2 separate regions of the Sus scrofa genome follow, and region 1 is linked to region 2. A link is a contact called in public HiChIP or PLAC-seq data. All regions are on one chromosome and are shown on one strand. The core of a region is the stretch at or near the end of the contact, and the rest is flanking DNA. Distances in the headings are between cores, read along the strand shown. Region 1 has its middle 99 kb from the start of PTEN. Region 2 holds the start of KLLN (killin).

Region 1 (6,276 bases), core at 849-3,348, 99 kb after region 2:
ACGTTTGTAATGTGAAGTCAGTGAAGAACAAAATAGTTTCCTTGGTGGTGATAACCTTTGGTTCTTAAGTTAGCTATTTTGAGAATACTTTTCCACAGCAACAACAAGAAATCATCATTCATAATCCCACTACCTGGAAACATAGCCATTATTAATACTCTAGTGATTATACACATATTTTGTTTGAATATTCATGTGTATGTTTTCTTTAAGAAATGAATTCTGTACTGTGCATCCTCTCAAAGCCTTTAAGCTTAGTACTTCCATCATGGATTTGTAGAATGTTAAATTATATCAGAAAATGAACAGTGGTTGGATTCTAATGCTACAGGTGCAGACTATGTGCAGCTATTAAGAGCCCTTTCCAAATCAGTGGATCAATCATGGACATTTAAATATTGTTGGCGTCAGAATGGTACATGTCTAAGTAAATAGAACAGTTACATTCATTTAGTATAGACAGGCTTAACGTAGCTGTTTCTCTTCAAAAACCATTTCAAACATTTGCATTTTGGAGTTATGTGTTAAGCAGAATGTGTTAAACACTATGTTGGTGGTTAATTTTATCATCACCTTTCTGTTTCCCCTTATAGGTTGGAAAAGGATGAGCTTTTCACTTTTTAGGATTCCCGAACAGTGGCTCAATTTAAAGCGAATTAGTTTAACACTTGCAAAAAAGAAAAAAAGCTACTGCTGGTTTATCACTTTAAATCTGTGTACTCATGAGACTTACATCAAAAAACTATTTCATGAATGGTTTGCCTTTGGCTCTGGAACTTAATCATGTATAGTATAATGGTGTGCTTAGAACCTACAACTCTTGACAGTTACTTGAGAATTGGAAAAAAAAATTGGAGGACAGTACATATAAACAAATGTATTGATATTTTAAGAACATTTTTACCTATATGAGTGAAGTCAACTGCCATCTTTGAGCATTACCACATTTTAAAATAAAGCTGCATATTTTTTAATGAAGTGTTTAAGAAGGATTTATATTTTTCATTTTTTAATTAAAATTTATATCACCTTTGTTGCATGTGGATTCTCACTGTGCTTAAAATGGTTAGAGATTTTGTTTGTGTTGGAGTGAAGTAAGGCTTGTAGTTCTGGCTCTAGTGTTTCAGTTTTGTCAAATCTGTTTACTGTAGTAAAATTCTTCAAACTGGTTTCTGTAGCTTATCAAACTCTAGCTTTTGTTTTATGTATATTTTTAGGATTTTCTGCTTACTCTCTATAGTTGTCTAAATGATATCCCACATTTACAAATGCCCTTTCAGTTTCTATTTTCTTTTTCCATTGTAATGCCCTAATGGGCCGTTTATAAGTGTGTGCACACACATCTGTGTGTGTAGGGAGGTTGTGGGTGTGTGGGTGAATTAGATGTTTGAAAGTGCTAGACTCCAATTATAGAGATTAAATAGCTGAATTTAGGCAAACAGTTCTCAGTGGAGTATTATAACTCATTATAATGAAAATAATGTTAGCCCTGGATGACCTTTGACTACAGTAATGAATCTTGCATATTAATGAATTTGTTGGTAGCATCTTGCTGTGTGCATTAATGGGTTATTTTCTAAGTTGCACATTTAACCAAAGTTGATATATTGGAAATGTTTATATCACATACCATTTGGCTACTGATGGACGTAAAAAATAGAAATGCTTTCCTATGGAGAGTATTTCTTCCTTAAAAAATTAAAGAAGTTAATTATTTTTAATAACTGATTTTAAACTTTGACAATTATTTATCACATCCCTGCTTTATATAACAGATGTTTGGAATATATTAGAGATCAAAACGACACCCTCTCTTGCTTTTGAGGAGTTTCCACTCTGGTAGAGGAAATAGACTTCATTAAAATAATTATATGTGATATTATGATAACTAAATATTCCATATGCTCTGCTAAATTCCACCCCCTTGAGGTTAGATGGGCCACTGTAACTAGTTTGTTCCAATGAAATAGGAGTGAAAGTGATGTGACACTTCCAAGGAACGACATTGAAAATAAAATCCATTGTACAATCTTTCAGCTTCTCTCTACTACAGTGACCGAGGACATGACATGTTCCAAATGGTGCAACTCTGTCAGCCTGGATCTTGAAGTACTCTATGAAGCAGAACTTCCTCAAATTCTCCAACATCAAATGTGTTCGATATTAACATAAGCAAGAAACAAGATATTAATTTACACTGAGATTTGGGGACAATTTTTTACCGTAGCGTAATTAATTATATTATGACTAATGCTTTGGAAGGGTCAGGGAAGGCTTTCTTGAGCAAGGAAGAGGAAGTTGAGAATGAAGCAAAACGCAAAGTGACACTTTAAAACATGATGCAATAAAACTGAATTGTGAGTCACCCAATAGTTACTGAACACTTAATATGAGTCAAGCACTGTTCTAGGTACTTGGGATACAAATGGATGAACAATAGATGCCCATCTTCATGGATCTTACATTCTAACGAGGGATAATAAACATACCATATATAAGTTAATAAGTGCTGTGTGGGGAAAATGTGGAGTCGGTAAAGAAGACCAGGTATGCAGAAATAGAGAGATTGCAGCATTGAATAGGTTAAGTCCAGAATAGGTCTCACCGGGAAGCTGAGAATTTAACAGAGCCCTGAAATAGTAGTTAGAATTTTTCATGCTTTTAATCAACAAGATGCACTCATCCTCTGTAAAAATTTATTCTGGCCTTGTACAACTACATTCTAAGTTTTTAAGATTATTATTTGGTATATCTAGGGAGAATTTTTATAAAGACTACCACTCAAAATAGTCATAATGTTCTGAGTTATTTTGTTTTCTAAATTGGTTTGGCAAAATTTATGTAAACAATCCATTTCTCTCTATTCTCAGTTGAGTTCATTTAAAATTCTTTTTACGATCTTACTAAATGTGTGTGTGCATTTTAGAAATATTTGCTATCACTTTCCAGTAGAAGTTAAAAGTTCTGTTATGGCCTTAAATACTTCTGTAAAGCTAAAAGGAAATGTCACTTATGATATATTAATGGGAAACAAGTTGTAAATTTTCAGTTACACAAAAAGCAAAATTGAAATTTATGGCCTAGTGCTATATATTCTTAACACATAAGCAAAAACCTCTGGAAATTTGTAAATATCTAAAGGTAAAAGATGTTTTTTCACAAAGAGGGACCCCCCCCCCGCCCCCGCTTCTATCCCTTTTCGAGATCCAAGAAGTTTAACTTTGTGATTGAGGAAAAATGGCATATTTAAATTAATTTGATATGGTAGAAATTTGCAATGATACATATAATTGGACATAAAATGCTGAAAGAAAATGCTATTAGCTTTTCTTTTTAAAAAAATAGGATTTTAAAAGGTGTTTTTAAAGACATTTCCTTGGCAGTTTTTCATTGTTTTTACCTGAGTCTAAGGCTTTTTTTAAAAAATACATTTTACTTGGCTTTAGAAGAATTTGAGGTATCTGAATGGGTTTCCCCGATATGAGAAAAGAATGTCAAGTAAATTTTGAAAAAACAATACTGCATATATCCATTGATCTTGGCCTAAGGGTTAAACTTCACATACTGGGAATATCTCCTGAACCTACCTCATTGGAATTCAAAAGTCCCTACATTCCAATAGTATTGTGAATTTCTCTTTTAAACATTGATAAGTAAACCTCCAACCTAATTTTCAAGGATATAAGCCACGTTTTTACTGTGATGTTTACTCTTCTTGAGATATCTGAATTTAAATTTTGGGTAAATTTAGTTATATTTTTCTATTTATATGTATATGTAAATGTGACCTGAAGATATTGTGAAACACTAAAATATCTAAGAACATTCACTGTGATAATACTATTTATGCTTATGTTTATTCTTCCTTTTCTAATTATAATCATGTTTTTGAAATTAGAGATTTCCTGGTATTCTAATCCTTGTTGTCTATAAGGAAGAAAAATGTATTTAAATTGCACAGATGTGGAGTTCCCGTCGTGGCGCAGTGGTTAACGAATCCAACTAGGAACCATGAGGTTTTGGGTTCAATCCCTGGCCTTGCTCAGTGTGTTAAGGATCCGGCGTTGCCATGAGCTGTGGTGTAGGTCACAGACGCGGCTCAGATCCCGTGTTGCTGTGGCTCTGGCATAGGCCGGCAGCTACAGCTCTGATTCGACCCCTAGCCTGGGAACCTTCATAGGCCTCAGGAGCGGCCCTAGAAAAGGCAAAAAGACAAAAAAATAAAAATAAAATAAATTGCACCGATGTGAAAATTAACAAACTTCTTAGGTTTATTTGGTATTTCCATGAAGATATCTTTGTCAGGAAAGTCTAACATTTTACATAGTTATCCTCAACAAGGGAACTACAAATGTTCTTTAAGTAATTAGCTATCTAATACTTTTTTTCCTGTGTACAGCCATCACGATTCGTGGGTTTGTTATTATTATTGCTATATATTAAATGAATGTTTGAAAAGGAAAATAAGTTTTAGTCTTTGGTAAAGGGTTAGGCATATGGTAAAATTTCCCTTTTGCCAGACTCAAGAGACATCATTTAATGTTTAGCTGTCCTTGGAGAAGACTGAAGCCATTGTTTCTATAAAAACTCCAGTAAGGTTAAAACAAAAATATCACTATGAACATGATTGACTGAGGTAGATTTTTGACTGGGAATTAGTTGAAGACCTCAAGCAACTTGAACCTTTCTCAAGAAAATTAAACATAGTTCCACCTCAGAAAACCTGAAGACACATAAATAAAACTCATGAGAATTCTGTGATAAGTCAGCTACCTAGAAATCAAAATAAAAGAGCCCAGAAAAAAGAGAGGAAGCCAAAGTAAGAAAAGAAGGGAAAGCAGTAAGAAAAGCATAGGGAAGCTCAAATTAACTCAGTACTGGAAAGCTGGTTCAGAGATAGGAAAATATTATTTTGACCCTGCAGTATATGCCAGACACTGTGGTAAGTATTTTACATGCTTTACACACCCTTCAAGTTTAGGTAGTTGTATCTTATTTTCTGCACAAAAACAAAGTCAGAGGACTTAAATTTCTCAGGTGTAACAACTGGTAAGCAGAACTGGTTTGGAACAAGGCAGTCTGCTACCTGTTAAACAGAATCAAATTCACAAAGTGAACAAAACCCCAGACCCTAAACAGCAAATGGACAATGGGGTCATGCCAATATTTTTTATTACTGACAGAAGAAAAGCAAACTTCAGTACAAGGTATACCTCCTGCAAAATGAATGGCAAATAGAAATATTTAATAGTTATTTGAGCCATAAGAGAGAAAGCAATTCTATGAATCTTGCATAGTTCTTGACAGGTAAGATGATAAGATGTTGGCACACATTTTTATATAAAGACTCAAAAGGAGAGCTCTTTTATTTTCTAGTTTAGTATTACATTGATTGAATAAACTGGTACATTACTTTTGCTTGAAGTAGAATACCTGGACTGTTCAAAGTAATTGGTTCTCTGTTAAGTAGGCCAACCAGCCATCCAACAAGTATGTGTTGCATGCTTTCCATGCCTAGTGGAATTATGGTGGTGTAGAAGAAAAGTTCAGAGTTTACATTTTAGAGTGGGGCAACATTTTACACACTGGGAAGAACAAGTGCCATGGCTTGTTGTAGGCACAAGTGGCCATTTGGGAAACAGAAGAGAAAGTCTGGAGTAGAGTAAGTCACGGGAGAGTGGTGGAAGACAGCATTTGGAGAAGCAGGCAGGGGAATTTCTGGTTCCAGCTGGGGTGGACTAAAACCACTCAAGTCCATCTTCCTTGCTAATTACAACTAAGAACATCTGGAGCAAATGTGAAAAGAAAGTGCCTAAGAACTCAGAAAAGTAAACAGACACAGGCAGATGGTGAAGGAGAGTCAAAACTTAGAAAAGCAACCTATATGAGGATGTCTGGCATTTTTTCCCTCTCTTACAGCTTTGCCTTAAGATGGGCCCCACTTGTGGAGCTGCACAGCGTTGGAGACATGAGTAGCTAAAACTCAGAGAAATCCAGATTTCTGGCCAGAGGAACCAGAAAAAGTCCCCTTTGGGCCAGAGAGCATGGGGTTGGGGGAGAGTGGGAAAATCTTGAAAAGGTCCTGAGGAAAATCCTGAGATTTGGAAAAGGGGATCCTCTAATTCTGTGTATGGAATTCCATGTCCTGAGCTGGCACACACAGGACGAACCCAAGAAACCACGGCAAAGTCCTGGAAAATGGAACTGAGATGGGAACCACCACTCAAAAAAAGTTGAGATGGGGAGTTCCCATTGTGACACAGCAGAAATGAATCC
Region 2 (7,172 bases), core at 917-3,416:
TTTTTTTGCCATGCCCACAGCATGTGGAAGTTCCCAGGCCAGGGATCGAACCCATGCCACAGCAGCTGCAGTGACAACACTGGATCCTTAACCTGGTAAGCCACGGGAACTCCAAGATTTTCATCTTTGGAAACCAATTAGAGGCCTTTCTTCTACTCTTTCTAGGCTGCTCTCTATTTCTTTTTCCATTCGTGGCCTCTTCTTCCCCTAGGCTGACCAGGACCATACACAAAACCAGTCTCCAATAATTACCAACACTGAAGATTCAGCAGGTGGCTAACTCTTGAAGCGCTGTCTTAAAAGGAGGTTGCATGTAAATTTAAAGTTTTATGGAACCTCAGAGATCTCTAAGAATAGTGTAAATATCCCTGGTTTAATTAGTAGTCCTGGAATTAGGTAATGGTCTGTGGCTTCTAAACTAGCTCTCTTGGGGTTTCTAGTCTTCAGGGGCTGCCTGCAACTGTAATGTGCTCATATACCATATTCTTTCTCTTACACTGAATAAATCCTCTTTAGACCTTCCTAGGCACCTACTCAAAATTACAGCAATACAAATGCAAACTGATTCCATTCTCTCAGATCTAAAAGACTATTAGTACCTCAACCTATCAACTTAAATACTTTTGGACTCGAATTCTACTTGAATTCTACTTCCTAGGGGATAGAAAGAAGGAATTCTAGGTTGGTATTGCTGCCCACCCTCTCCAAACGAAGGTGGACAATTCACTTTGCAGCTGGTCAATGCGCTCTGGTTGTCAGCCTTTCTGAATCAGCTCCCTCACGGGATAGGTCTATCAGTCCCAAGTAAGCAGACTTGACAAGTTTGTTCTGGGCTGAAGGCCATTGACTAGGTTCTCCGACCAGATAAGTCACTTGGCTGAGTCTACAGTAGGTGGGGCACGCTCACCAGCTCAGAGGCAGTGACAAAGTTTGTTGCAACATCGTTAAATTCACGCAGCGGGCTGCTGCCCGGAGATACCCTTTTGCCCCAAGAATACAGTACCTGAAAGTTTCGCCCTAAGGGGTAGTGTACTAGCTCCAGACCCCCAGGGTTTGAGAAGTCGCGGTGCTAGGGAATCTAGAACGCGGAGTCTCAGTTTTCCGGCCTCTAGCTTGCTCTGGGGGTAGCAGGCGAAGGGTGCGACCAGTTTGGGAAGTCTCGCTCTAAGATTTGCAAGAATCAACGGCAGCGACCAAGGCGAGGGGAGGCGGGGGCACGTGCTTGGATGTGGGTGCTTGTGTAACCAGCTCCTCAGGCTCCAGTCCCGACAGCGCTTCAGCGGGAGGCTCGTCTGAACCTGTCTTTCCACCAAGACCCAGGAGGCTCTGGGGTCCCTCTGCTTCTGAAAGGCGGGAGCCCTCTGGGCAAAAGAAGCGAAACACTTGCCTCTGGAGTTATCAAATGGGAGTGGGAATTTGGAAAGTTCCCCAACTAGGATCACACGTGACCTCCCCCTGAAAGTAGTTCCGACTGTGGCCCGTATATCCCTCCACCTCTTTTTGAACCCTCCTCGGTCTCCTCGGCTCCGCCCACTCGCCGGGGCTGCAGCTTCCTACCGTCGCGTACTTCACTCTCCGGCCCAGCAACCCGAGTCTCCGCCCGGGTGGTGGAGCGCGGAACCGGGCCCCGGGGCGATCCAGCCAGCCAGGTTTTCACAGCGGCCCAAAAGGGGGCGGGGCGAGGAGTCTTTGGCTCAGTTCGACGCGGTGAACCCTACTGGAACCCCGAGGGGAGAGATGCTCTCTGCTCTCCAGGGGGCTGGGGTGCATCCCAGCGTCGGGTATCAGCTTTCATTTCACCTGGACATTTGTCCTTTGGGATCTAGAAATTCAGGGGCGATGTGTTCATATTCAGCACGCTCTGCTGGACCTTTCAATTTTAGGGCAAATGAACCAGGTTGCCGGGGAAGCGGGAGGTGGGGCGATGCAAGGGAGCCGGATGAGGTGATACACACTAGAGACACAATAGGGGATTCTTTGTATTAAGACTGACACCTTGAGGACACGGGTGGGGGTGGGGGATAGGTGGATTTTTTGGCAGAGGCTGCTGCAGTCAAATCCCTGCGAACGATTGTGATCCGACAGCGGTGCAAAAGGACGGGGGGTTGCAGGCCGTGCCAGGGAAATCTGGGGGCAAGGGGAGAGGTGTCCTCGCTGTAGGGACCATCCTTGCGCTTCCCGGTACACTACCAGCGCAGTCACCTGGTCTTTCCCACCTGTGCACAGGTAACCTCAGACTCGCGTCAGTGACACTGCTCAAAGAACCTGCCTCAGCCTTCACCTTAACCCCCCTGTCTCGCTCGCAACAGCCTATTCTGCCTCGGGTTGCGTTGCTGGGCACAGGCTATGGTTCAGCTCGTCCCCCCACCCTGCGTTGCTGCAGAAGCAGCCGCAGCAAGTGCAGCTTCAGGAGGGGGCCTCGGAACAAGCCCGAGCGAGCCCCGGGCAGTCATACTGGGCATGCTCAGTGGCGCCAGCAGGTTGGGGACTCGGCGCTCGCACCAGAGCTGCCGCTTCTGCCCCCTCCCTAAAACCCCAGCCCTGCCCTGCGCGTCTCTCCCCTGGCGCGGTCCGGCCCGCCTCCCGCCTCCCGCCTCCCCTCGGGCTCCCAGGCGCCCCTGCCCCTAGCGCGGCGGCGGAGGGGGCGGGCAGGCTGGCGGGCGGTGATGTGGCGGGACTCTTTGTGCACTGCGGCAGGATACCCGTTCGGAGCCGGGACGCGGCTGCGCTCAGTTCTCTCCTCTCGGAAGCTGCAGCCATGATGGAAGTTTGAGAGTTGGGCCGCTGTGAGGCGAGACCGGGCTCAGGCGAAGGAGATGAGAGACGGCGGCGGCCGCGGCCCAGAGCCCCTCTCAACGCCTGTGAGCAGCCGCGGGGGCAGCGCCCTCGGGGAGCCGGCCGGCCGGCGGCGGCGGCAGCGGCGGCGTTTCTCGCCTCCTCTTCGTCCTCTTTTCTAACCGTGCAGCCTCTTCCTCGGCTTCTTCTGAAAGGGACGGTGGAAGCCGTGGGCTCGGGCGGGAGCCGGCTGAGGAGCGGCGGCGGCACCTCCCGCTCCTGGAGCGGGGGGGAGAAGCGGCGGCGGCGGCGGCGGCGGCGGCTGCAGCTCCGGGGAGGGGGTCGGAGTCGCCTGTCATCATTTCCAGGGCTGGGAACGCCGGAGAGTTGGTCTCTCCCCTCTTACTGCCTCCAACACGGCGGCGGCGGCGGCGGCACATCCAGGGACCCGGGCCGGTTTTAAACCTCCCCTCCGCCGCCGCCGCACCCCCCCTGGCCCGGGCTCCAGAGGCCGCCGGAGGAGGCAGCCTTTCCGAGGATTATTCGTCTTCTCCCCATTCCGCTGCCGCCGCTGCCAGATCTCTGGCTGCTGAGGAGAAGCAGGCCCAGTCGCTGCAACCATCCAGCAGCCGCCGCAGCAGCCATTACCCGGCTGCGGTCCAGAGCCAAGCGGCAGCAGAGCGAGGGGCATCAGCTACCGCCAAGTCCAGAGCCATTTCCATCCTGCAGAAGAAGCCCCGCCACCAGCAGCTTCTGCCATCTCTCTCCTCCTTTTTCTTCAGCCACAGACTCCCAGACATGACAGCCATCATCAAAGAGATCGTTAGCAGAAACAAAAGGAGATATCAAGAGGATGGATTCGACTTAGACTTGACCTGTATCCATTTCTGTGGCTGCTGCTCCTCTTTGCTTTTCTGTCACTCGCTCTTATAACGTGGGAGTAGACGGATGCGAAAAATGTCCATAGTTTGGGTGACTATAACATTTAACCCTAATCAGATTTCTAGATCATGTATATTTTGTGCTGCTTTTGAATGCATTCAGCCTAGGGTGTGTTCATCTAGACAGAACTCTTGCTTGGTTGCAAGTGTCAAGGCGCCCATGGGTTTCTTAGTCTGTCTACGGGGTCTCTTCCTAAGGGCTATTGTCCGTTAATACAGAATACAGTACAGTGTTAGTGGATTAGTGAGCTCGGTAATCCGGTCTATTAAATGAACAGAAAAGTAGATGCTTTGAGGTTGAGCATATTTCGATTAAATCTTGGCTTTAGGCCCTAGATCAAGGGTATAGATCAGATTAAAATGAAAATTAGTGTTGCACGTACGCATATTGCATCAGAATCTTGCAGTGATTGTTTTGAGTTTCCTGGGTTGCATTGATAGATTCTTTTAAAATGTGAGTTGTGAACTGATTTGCATAACTTTAGAGAGAATCATTTTAGCATATATGGTGCTCATTTGAAGGCAAAAGTAGGTTTGTGTGTTAAAACAAAGTTAATTACAACTTTGAACTGCATGTGGAAGTTTTGTAGCTTGAAATCAATAGTGCCGTGGTATATCTCATAAATCGTTCTTATTAGATCTTTGTTAAATTTGCTCCCCTCCCCCCATTGGGGTGATATGGGATAGGATATGAAATTTGCAATTCAGTAGCATTTTATATTCAGTGCTCTTGTGACAAGTAGTAGAATGGAGATTGAGTGGTTTTTGATCCCAGATGATAAGGTTGTATAGGTTGAAGGGTATAGTGTGTAGCAAATGGTGATTGCAGAGATTAAACTTCAGTTTCACTTGAAATTTAAGTATTATTGTGATGCCAGAATTGCTGCTCACCTTATTTAGGTATCATGTCCTCTGACACCTTTGGGTATCCGTTAATCTTACTCTGACTTGTGTAGAATGTCAAGTACAATTTATCAGCTAATAATCAGACTGGCAAGAGTGGATTACTCCAGCTTCAGATTGTAGGTGTGTTCCGCTTTTTCCATACGGTGTCTTAAATTTACTGAGTCAGCTTGTTGAATAAGATAGAAACCCAAGAATTTCAATAGTGTATAGTATTGGTTGTCTAACAGGCCCTTGTACTTCAAAAGATGCTGGTTATCAAAAGGCATTAATCTTTGCAGTTTCAGGTATAATAAGCTGGCTTTGATCAAGGATGGGAATGGAGCCCTTTTTTGCAGAATGAAAAGTATCAGAAATTGAGAGTTACGAAAGGCCAGTGTATAGACATGAGACAGGATTAAGTTACTGGTCTGAGGTGACTGAAGCATTTTTTTAAGCCTCTATTAAGATAAGAAATTTGGTGGTATGAATTTTACTAGTTGACAATATTTAGTTAAAACTATGTAGTTTTATAAGTGTTAATATTCTTTAATAAAAGTGGTTTCTTAGCAACTGTCAGTAAACATCTCTCCTAAAGGTAAAGTGAGACTAAAGTGTTTATATATGTACAGCTAAAAATTGTGGGGGAGTTTTTTTGAATCAAACGTTGTATATCTGGAGAGATTTTATTCCTTCGGGTTATGTATGTGCACATAGTGTGCACAGCTAATTTACTCGAAGTATTTGTTTTGAAATGAAGATAAAATTACTGAAGAAATAGCTTTACCACGCACACAAGGTAACCGTTTTCTGTTAAGTTAAAAAAGAATGTTTAAAAAGAATATTTGGAAATTTTAAAGTTGCATTAATTGAAAACTTTACTGAGACTGAACTTGACCCGCTTACCCAGAAGTTAATTACGGAAAAACTCTTCTGATTTGTAACTTACTTCAAAAATAGTCTACTGTTGGCGTAAACTGACAGTCATCTGAATATATAGGAACACATTAATTAACTGTTTAACTTTTTAAAATAAGCCTCCATTCAAAAAATTTTCCAGAATGCTGTTTATTAGATTGTTTTTAATATTCACAGTATGTTTATGCTACTTTTGCTATACCCATTTGATTTAAACGTATCAGAGTTATAAGACTAACATTTTCCTACCAGATTCTTATATATGAGCAGTAAGTTGATTGGCCATTTCTCCTCTGATTTCAGAAAATGTGTGCCTCTATGTCTGAAATTTATGACTTATAACTTTCTCTAAAACTGTCCTCTTAGTTATGGTATGCATAGAAAGCAGTATCATATATTGCATCAAATGACTAATAACATTTAGTTTCTAGAGTTGTGGTTTTATTGAGCCAAATGATGATATATATAAAAAAATCACTTAGGAAAGTCAGTAACTGGGCTTGCTCTTTTGATAGTTACACTTCCAATAATTTTGATATACCAAAGCACTTTGGTTTGCTTGGTTTCACTTTAGTGTTTTGTTTTTATTGTAGGGGGAAAAATTAAAATGGCCATTGAAGGCTTTGTCTCTAGCAGGTTGCTCAATTTCAGAAGCCAGCCTGTTCAAAGTTAAGTTCTTTCATGAGCGTAGTGATTGGAGTATTTTTATCTGATAAAGATTAATAATGAAATGATTTCTCAAGAAAATTGAAGACAATATTTTTTTTGCAAAATTGAATTATTCTAAAAGTAATTTGTTGGTAGAGTTTTATCCTTAATGGTAGTCTGAAAGTAGCACTGAACATGAGACAATAATTCATTGTCTTCAGATTTCAGGGAAACTTTAGGCTTTTCTTGTATTTTTATTGTTTGATAAGTTTGTGTCTTCAAATATTAACCTTCATAGGGACTATTGTTAATTTGTAGGGAGTACAGTAACTATTTAGCTGTATTATCTTTTAAGATCAGTGGTTACTGACATAACCATATTGTGAGTTTTTTTTTTAAAAGTTATTATTCACAATTTTTATTTTACACTGTTTTATATTTCCTAAGTTGTGTTTCTTTCCTGTGGAATGTGCCTGGGCCACCTAATTGGTCTGTGATAATTTACATTTTCATAAAGCTTATTCAAGAATAGAGAGCACCTGAGAGGAATTTACAGCTTCTACGGCTTAATATAAGCTGGCTGTTCATTGTAAAAGTTAGCACAGTAGTACAGTCCTCAGTGCAGAGTTAACATTGCTATGATATATTAAATAAATATCATAAAATATGGTAAGATATAACCACCTTAATTTTAAATTTAGTTTAAAAAAGAGAAATAATGCATTTGTGTATATCACTTTTTAGAATTTTATTTTAACAACATTCAAGATAGCTGGTGATATTTTAATTCTTATGTGGAACAGTATAACATCTTTTTCCTTTTAACCATACACACACAAAAATATACGATTCTCTTAATGTTACAAAATTCCTTACTTTTTGGAAGTCTTCAGTACTGATTTTTATTTTTTAAATTTATTTTTAAATATATATTTTATTTTATTTTTTGGCCGCACTTGGGGCATGTAAAAGTTCCCAGGGTAGGGATCGAACCCTTGACACAGCAGT

What was found. HiChIP or PLAC-seq counts read pairs in DNA pulled down with a chosen protein or histone mark.
Region 1: a contact with region 2 is called in an H3K27ac HiChIP or PLAC-seq map of alveolar macrophages. The contact joins the enhancer-like site here to the promoter of KLLN in region 2. A contact is called at or near these places in 1 of 5 promoter capture datasets (liver), 6 of 47 Hi-C or Micro-C datasets (alveolar macrophages, blood, embryonic fibroblasts and 3 more) and 1 of 2 datasets of contacts at active chromatin or transcription factors (alveolar macrophages).

What each region holds. Positions count from the first base shown.
Region 1 is chr14:100,026,098-100,032,373 of Sscrofa11.1, forward strand. No RefSeq gene overlaps it. Among named protein-coding and RNA genes, the nearest start is that of PTEN, 99 kb to the left of the region's middle. Within about 2 kb of position 2,099, at least 5 of the 83 cell types and tissues checked have an H3K27ac peak or open chromatin away from gene starts, as enhancers often do. A contact at or near this core is called in alveolar macrophages, where this site is marked.
Region 2 is chr14:99,926,721-99,933,892 of Sscrofa11.1, forward strand. It overlaps KLLN (killin), which reads right to left and starts at 2,167. Exons shown (of 3, transcript XM_021073704.1): 1 at 2,084-2,167; 2 at 1,526-1,714; 3 at 1-1,523. The coding sequence starts at 2,167. The coding sequence ends at 951. It overlaps PTEN (phosphatase and tensin homolog), which reads left to right and starts at 3,336. Exons shown (of 9, transcript NM_001143696.1): 1 at 3,336-3,652. The coding sequence starts at 3,574.